2 separate regions of the Mus musculus genome follow, and region 1 is linked to region 2. A link is a contact called in public promoter capture Hi-C data. All regions are on one chromosome and are shown on one strand. The core of a region is the stretch at or near the end of the contact, and the rest is flanking DNA. Distances in the headings are between cores, read along the strand shown. Region 1 holds the start of Tram2 (translocating chain-associating membrane protein 2). Region 2 holds the start of Lincmd1 (long intergenic non-protein coding RNA of muscle differentiation 1).

Region 1 (3,954 bases), core at 957-3,456, 410 kb after region 2:
TGGCACCTCAACCAAGTCCTTTCTACAGCCCTAGGGCTAATCCTAAGGAAAAGGAAAATGGCTAGTTTGTTTTTTTTTTCCATCACCTTAGTCCTTTCTCTGGCATCAGGTACTAGGAGTGACAATCCCAGAAGTTGTCAGTTTCCAAGGACTACCACTGATCTGAAGCAAAGCACTCCAGAAGGCTAGAGACAGGGAACAAAGGAGGCAGTACAAACTCTGTGCGTCTCTTTTTGCACAACACTAAGACAGGTAAAGCCCAAACTCTCAACAAAAGCTAGAGACACCACAGAGAGCCACAAGCTAAGCACAAGGCTCTGGCCAGCTGTGGAACACATGGCTATGAGGTTTATGATTGACACATGTGACGATCTGGCCCTAGCCTGCAAGAACTGGAGCATGACACTGAGAAGCGTCTTAGAATGGAGGACTGCACATTGACATGAGGCAAACGTGAAGCAGGGCAGGTCCCCTGCCTTCTCATTAAGCCACTATGTTAAATAATAACAAGGGTCCAGGAGCAAGAGACAGATTAGCTCTTTGGCTGGAAGAATGGCTTTTGTTGCGGATAAAACCTCAGCTTTAAGCTTTATAAATCACTGCATAAGGAAGGTTGGTTTTAATGGTTTCTTCAATGATGAGGAAACTGAGGTCGAGGGAAAATGTGAGTGGAGGAGAGGAAGAAAGTGAAGTGACAGAATTTCCAGAAGAATGTGGACACCAGCCCCAGTCCCAGCTTCTCTCCTGCAAACCCGACAGCCTAGCTACGAGCATGCATTCAGCTCAGACCCGGCTAACCCAAGAACAGCCCCAGCGCGAGGACAAGTTCTTCAGCCAAATAGGTCCTGAGTCGGTAACAGGGACATATGGGTAGATATGGGTAGATAAGGGAGATATGGGTAGATGCAGGGATAGACAAGTAACTCTTAAATGGTGCACCTTCTTACTACCCTGTAGAATGCAGATCAGGAAACTTACACAGAAGAGAGGATAGGAATGAGTGTTCTCAAGACCAGGCGACCCAAGCCATGGGACTGTCACCTATTACCTATGGTGCTCTGGAGACAATATATACTATAGTAAGTCCTTCCCACTTTTCAATATCACCGTTTTGCAGCACTCTGGAGTAGGGACCTCGGATTCTGACCCCTTAGTGGTTTACACAGACAGCTCTGAGGCCTACACCAGCACAGTGCTGAATCCAGGATCCCTTTCTCTGTTCCCACCCCACATCCCTGCAGCGACTAGGAAATCACCTTTCACAGAGAGTATCCCTCTACTGGCTCCTGCAAAGGGGATGAGGCTCTGGGTCCAGTTCACACAGATCTACAGGAACAGTTCAAAGTGCCAAAGGATATCTTAAAACTAGCCCTTTAGGTCATATTTAAAGAGAGGTTGGTAGCAGAAGGTCCCTCTGGGATGGAGCCAGGGCCACATGTGAACACCTGGAGCAAGCTCCAGAGGTTAGGATGAAGAACTTCCAGAAAGCCACAAGAGAGGTGGAGAGGGTTAGGGTCCCTTCCACTAGAAAAGCCTAGAAGATCTGGAGGCCCCCACTAGAGAGAAGGAGGGGGGATTGTGCAATTACAGCTGGTCTAGGAGTTTCCCACATTGGCACCAAGTCGCCAGAAAGGAAACCCCAACCATAGGGCCAGGAAGGCAGCTCTGCAATTGGTTCGAGGCCAGGTATGGGTTTCTGAGATTCAGATAGAGTTGTAGGATGTGGTGGGTGTCCAAGGGGGGCGACAGAGCATGGCACGGCCCGCACAGCTAGGAGTTAGGGGTGCTGTCTGGACTCTCTTAGGTCCAGGCCAGAGTGGATACAGTGCACAAAGCCAGAGGTGCAGATAACGTGCGGGACATCCCAGCCGGGCGCGCTCCAGCCCAGATGAGGTCCGGGAATCCCTGTCTGCGCCTCGGAGGACGGGAGTTAGGACCGCCAACCCCTGCAGCACCCCCTCCCCGCTCTACTCACCTCGAACATAAGCCCGATGAGGACGCAGAGCACCAAGCAGAAACCGATGTCTGCATGGTTGTGGATGATGAACTCCTGGCTGAAGAGCGGGTAACTTTTCGTCCTCCTACGGAAAGCCATGGCAGCGGGCGTTCACCGCCTGCGGGGGCCCGCACCCTCGCTCAGCAGCCCCAGCGAAAACTTCTCCGGCCCGGCCCGGTCCGCACGCCAGCCCCGCAGCCCAGCGCGGAACAACTTCGGGCCCCGCCCCCTTCCTCTGCCCGCCCCGCCCCGGCCTGCCGCCCGGAACCGCCCCCGGCCACAGCCCTCGCCCCGCAGCGGCTGCACAGGCGCGGGCCTCTAGCCACACCCCCTTCCTCCGTCCGCCCCGCCCCCAGGCCGCAAAGGCGCGCGCCTCTGGCCACACCCCCTTCCTCCATCCGCCCCGCCCTCAAGCCCTTTGGCCAGCGCCACCGGCCACGCCTCCTGGGCGAGCCCGGCGCGCCTAACCCTTGTGCCGCGCTCGCTACCGGTGCTTGCGGCTTCCACCGGGGGTACACTCTTCCGTGAACCTCGCTGAGACGCGGGAATGGAAGCCCTGTCCTCCGGCTTTGAGAGGAAGCGGCTCCCGAGCTGCTGGACAGGAAGTGGGCCGGGATCCCACTCCTAGCGCCCAGCTTCTTCCTCTGCAGGAAGGGCCCGGGGCGGGAAGCTTCGTGCCGGCCTGTGGACTGGCCCCAGCCCTGCGCTGGATCTTAAATGAATGCATGGCTACTCCTGTGTCTGAAGGATTGCACAGTGTAGGTTCAACCTCTCAGAACCTTCAGCAGCTACCCCAAGGCCTTGCCTTAGTAGAGCCTACTTTGCAAGGGCGTGCAGGTACCCCGCGTTTTACTCCTTCACTTAAAAGGCCAGGTACTGCCCAGAATTGGTTTTTCAGGGCTCACTACCTTCAATATTAATTGATCAGAAGTGGAAGAATAAACACTGAAGAAATAAAAAAAAAAAAAAAAAAAAAAAAAGATCCTCACCCAACGTTTCCATTTAATATTAAGTTTCAAAATTACTTCCGGAAGGACAAAAGGTCTTTTAAAATAAATTATACTAGCAAATATTGGATTTAATCCTGCCAGTAATGAAGGAACAAATAATCGCTTCTAAATGTACAGAAATGCAAAATGAACAGAGGACTGTTTAATTTCTTTTCTTTTTTTAAAATTAGTTTCACGGTTACGAGTTTGCAAAAATAGCAGTCTGAAGGTAACTAGAACTGAATGAAGTTCCTTAAAGAAATTTATCTCCTGTATTCTAAACTGTGCACTATTTAACAGACAGCCCTAGGGCTTCTAACTCCACGGGCGGGGCGGGGGGCATTAATGCCTATATTGGACTAACCTTTGTTTAAAGTTAAGACCGGTGCGTGCGTGCGTGCGTGCACGTGCGTACAGTTTATGACATATAGGGGCTGCACATGCATGAGCTCACATATTTATGTATTTTCGCCCCAGTGACCTCCGGTGTCAGGCCTCACCTTCCACCTGGTTTGTTCCAAGGTCTCTCTTTGTGTTGACTTTTCCACTAGGTAGGCCAGGCTAGCTGCTCCTCTAGCTCCTCCCATCTCCCAGTAGAAATGCCCCTTGTGGCCAACTTTTACATGGGTTCTGCGGATTCCAAGTCAGGTCCTAGTATTTGCACAGCATGGACTATCACTCACTACGCTGTCTCCCCAATCAAGACTCTTCTGAAATTCGGACCTAGCCTTGTAAAGAACTCTGGAGCACCTTGACTCTCAATGTACAAATGTTCTAATGGTCAATGATTTGTGGGAATTTCCTTCGCATATGTAATGGTGTCAATCTAACGTTTAATACTTGAGGCCAAAATCCATGGGAAACAGTAGAACTCACCACCCCTCCCATTTATAAATAAAACAGTCGAAAAAGCAGAGATGTTTTAGACATTGCTCTTGCAGCTGATAGCTCTTCCCTTTGCAGAATAGT
Region 2 (4,234 bases), core at 1,692-4,191:
TGTAGGCGTTGTCTTGTATTCCATATTCTGTTGCATTTTTGTGTATCCAGATTAAATTTTTAGAATATTAATTATACCAATTATTAATTTAAAATTTTAGAAATATAGAATACATCTTACTTGTGTGCTACTTAAATTGATTTTTAAACATTATTTGTATAGAGGGGTCTTTAAATTATGAGTACTAAAATGACAATTGCTGGTGTATTGTAAACATTGACATTTTAGCTCAAATGTTACATCATTCTTCAAGTCCCTTTTAGGGAAGGTTATCACGTTATTGTTTTATTATCTCTCAGTTTTAGGAGAAGGATTTAAAGTAAAAAAACAAAAACAAAAACAAAACAGCAATTTCTGGCAATCATATAATAGATACCAAAAAAGTCCTTTGTTATAGAATTTGAAGAAACTAAATTATCTTGGGGGGATGTCACGAGTTCACAGCTAACCATTACCTTTACAGGTGTCTGGTTCTACAACTGGCAAACACTTGTCTAAAAACAGGATAATCACCTGGGGCACATGGTCTTTTCTTTGAGACCTAATTCACTGAAATCAATTCATGGTACTTCACACACCTGTGTCAAATTTGAAGCTCTGAACTCGTTTTGCAATGGCTAACTCCACAAGGACAGAGATGATGCCCGACTGGGCTCCCTCACATCCCTGTGGCTCTGCCCTGCCTGTGCCCTGCATATCTTGTTGATTTGTTTCTCCTATAACGGGGTGGGTCTCTCCTTGACAACTGGGGACCACATTTAGCCAAGCAGCTGTCCGCTGGCATCTGAAGCGTGCAGTGTTCAGGTCTGGCAACATCTCAAAGGATTTATTATTACCATCCTATGATTTCATTTAGTAGTATTATTGTCTCTCCTATGAAATTCCAACACTGAGCCTGCCACAAACCATCAAGAGACTGCAGGACGTGTGACAGTCTGCTCTCTGCATTTCCAAACAGCTGTCGCTCCTTCTCCCCGTCCAGTTTCCACTTACTACTGAAGAGCTTGAAGAGGTGACTATATCCTCCTCAGTGTTCTCTTTATGGCCACTGCTTCTCAGTGGTGACCTTGGGAAGGGGAATGTCCTTCAGAACAGCTTTATTCAACAATCATGAGAGTTAGGAATCAAGAGACGCTGGTTCTGTGGCCATGGGAAAATCCCTTCTGGTCATTGTTTCCTCATACACTGAAGAAATAATGTTTCTTTATGAGTGGAAATGTTTTGAGATCCTTAAGACTGGCTCTCCATTTACCCTATCACCTGGCTTTCCCTAGGGAAAGAGCTCTCATTAGGAACATCTCAGGAAGAACCTAGACTAGGACTTCACATCTTCACTCCAGAACCTGCATCATTAAAAGAAAAATTAAGAGATAAATGCCTTATTTATATAAGACAGTAAGATGGTTCTTCAACTGAAAATGACAGGGTCTCTGCCCTAAAATCTATTGAGATTTATAAAAATTTAAAAATTAAAAATTAAAAAAAGCTGACAATTGATCAGGAGGCCTAAGACTAGCTCTCCCTCCCGAGTGAGTTCTGTACATTCAGCAAGTCTCTTGCTGCTGAAGTGGCTTTCATGTCTCATCTCCCAAATTTCAGTACCCACATTCCTCTGACGTATCCGCCTCCAACAGGCCTGGAGGCTCACTTTTAGCTTCAAGCCTTAAATGTAGCCCTACATAAAGACGACATGTTGTCAAGTAAATATCAGCTTCATCTATTGACGTGGAGTAAAGATCAGAAGAACTAATGGGTGGACGTGTTAGAAAGAGATTTTAGGCCTATGGGGATTACATGTTGTAGTAAAGTTGTAGATTGACCTGACTTAACCTTTAAGCACTGATTGGGAGCTTGATGTGTGCCATACTCCATGCTAGAAACAAAACGGAAAAGAGAGCAATCAAAATCAGCATAAAATTGCCCTTTAGGAATTCTCAGTATTGCGCATTCCAGACATACTGAAAACTATAAAGTGGCTGGGTGGTAGTGGTGCATGCCTTTTATCCCAGCACTTAAAAGACAGAGGTAGGTGGATCTTTGAGTTTGAGAACAGTCTGGTGTACAGAATGAGTTCCAGGATAGTCAAGGCTAGACAGACAAACCCTATCTCACAAATCCAAATATACATATGTATATGTATGTATATGTGTATATATGTGTGTGTGTTTATATTATAGTATAATATATTATTTCATCATATAACATATACAATGCATACATATTTTCATAGGTATATCATATAAAATTGCCTGCTTTCTAGGAACTCTTAAAGACTTGGCATCTCCTACCATAAGCCTGTGTCCCTAGAATGGCTACCTTGTCAGCACTTCCTGTCTCTGTGCCTTTGCCGGAGGTTTTCTCCATGTAACAGAGCTCTTCATAGCTCTATCCATGTGTGGAAGCCTGCTCTGTCTATCCTCACCCAACTGAAACCACTGTCATCCATGAAGCTCTTACCACCTGGATCTCAAACCCAGCTTTGGGTTCCAGTAGAACTTACCCTGGATCATCAGTCTAAAATCATGTTCTATTACATATATTTCCCTAGATGCAGGTTCCAGCCCCAAAAGTATCAGGATGTCTCTCATGAGTATGGAATAGTTCTTCCCAATTCTGGTGTCTAATAAGGTGTACTACAGTCTGGCAAGCACTCACCAAGTACATGCTGTTGAGCGTCTACTGCCCAAGCTACTCATATTTTTCAAAATAAGTATCTACCCATCAGACAAATATGCAAAGTGAGTTTCAGATGAGCTAAAAGAAGCTGCATCTCAAGTAGCATCCATGGATGCAAACGAAGCGATGAGGATCCACTTACTTTTTTTTAAAAATTATATCCTGAGTCTTTAAAACAATTTGTGTATTGCATTAGTACACTCTATAAATAGGAACATTAATATGGACTTGCCTATTTAAAAGGGGGATTTAGCAAAGGACATTTCTCTTTGCAGTGGGACAGCTGAAGAGGTATAATTTAACAGCTTTCAGAAGCCCGTCACTGGAGTGATTGAGGTGGACAGAAGGCAGGGACATGACCACGGTCCTTAAAAGACACAAACAGGTGGGAGAGCACAACGCGGGGTGGGCAGAGGGCTGGAAAGTACAAAAGGGAAGAGGCTTGCCTGGAAAAAGCAGAGACTAGGCAAAGCAGAGTGTGAGACTGCCTGGAGAGAGAAGCCCTGGAGAGAGATGGAGAGAGAGAGAGAGAGAGAGAGAGAGAGAGAGAGAGAGAGAGAGAGAGACCCTGAAGAGAGGAATAAGAAGGAGATCAGGGAGAGGAGATGAGACAGGAAAGCGAAGAAGGAAGAGAGGAAATGAGGGGAAGGAAGGAAGAGGAGAGGAGAGGAGAGGAGAGGAGAGGAGAGGAGAGGAGAGGAGAGGAGAGGAGAGGAGAGGAGAGGAGAGGAGAGGAGAGGAGAGGAGAGGCAGACAAACCTGAACCCAGAACACATTTAGACAGATCACAATTCAGATGCAGAGGTAAAGCTTGAACAAATGACAGTCATAAAAAAAAAATGAAAGAGAAACAGGCATGGTACATAGAGGGCTAAATGATAGACTGTCAAAGAGGACAGAGCACATGAGGAAAGGAAAGACCTTGGTTTCTCTGTGAGTGACTGGTAGGATAGAGATTGTGGAGGTAAGAGTAGAAAGGAATGGGGGCGGGGGTCTGTAAAGAGACAAACAAGAAATGAGTACAGGCATAGCGGCCTAACTGTCAGAAAGTCACCGGGTTGTTCAGCTGGGCTGCAGGTAGAGCCACAGCTTTACCCAAGAGGGGACCATCAGAAAGACAGGAGCAGGCAATTTAAGCAGCTAGATACTGGGGGCCGGGGGGAGGAAAAGGAAAGAAAAAATAGATGGAAAGGTGAGAAGCAGGCAAGGAAAGCCCAAAGGAGACACTGGCCCAGAAACCTTCGTAACTTTCTGTAAGAATCTTCAAGGCCCCAAACTAGGCCAAGATTCTGACTGACATTTCTGAGCTCACCAGCTGCTGTTTCCTTGAGAGGATTCTGACAGGAAGCCATAGAAATGCAAGCCAACACTGCCAGCTCTGGAAATAAATAAATAATGACCCAGGTTCTATGCTCCTCAATGGGGGCAGAAGCCTGCGGGGCAAGAAAACCACAGAGGAGGAGGGACCTGCCTGCAACTTGTCCCCAGGTATGTCACTGAGCTGATTCTGCATGCTGCTGTCTCCTCTCTTTGTCCCCTGGCTGTTCCTGCCTTATCC

The links. Promoter capture Hi-C pulls out the DNA fragments that hold promoters and counts their contacts.
Region 1: a promoter capture Hi-C map of stem cell-derived epiblast-like cells shows a contact between it and region 2, with 4 times the contacts expected there. The contact joins the promoter of Tram2 here to the promoter of Lincmd1 in region 2. A contact is called at or near these places in 6 of 39 promoter capture datasets (the 3T3-L1 cell line, the HPC-7 cell line, embryonic stem cells and 3 more).

Annotation. Positions count from the first base shown.
Region 1 is chr1:21,077,019-21,080,972 of GRCm38.p6, forward strand. Tram2 (translocating chain-associating membrane protein 2) reads right to left here and starts at 2,207. Exons shown (of 11, transcript NM_177409.3): 1 at 1,976-2,207. The coding sequence starts at 2,095.
Region 2 is chr1:20,666,941-20,671,174 of GRCm38.p6, forward strand. Lincmd1 (long intergenic non-protein coding RNA of muscle differentiation 1) reads left to right here and starts at 2,942. Exons shown (of 3, transcript NR_131249.1): 1 at 2,942-3,061; 2 at 4,010-4,164.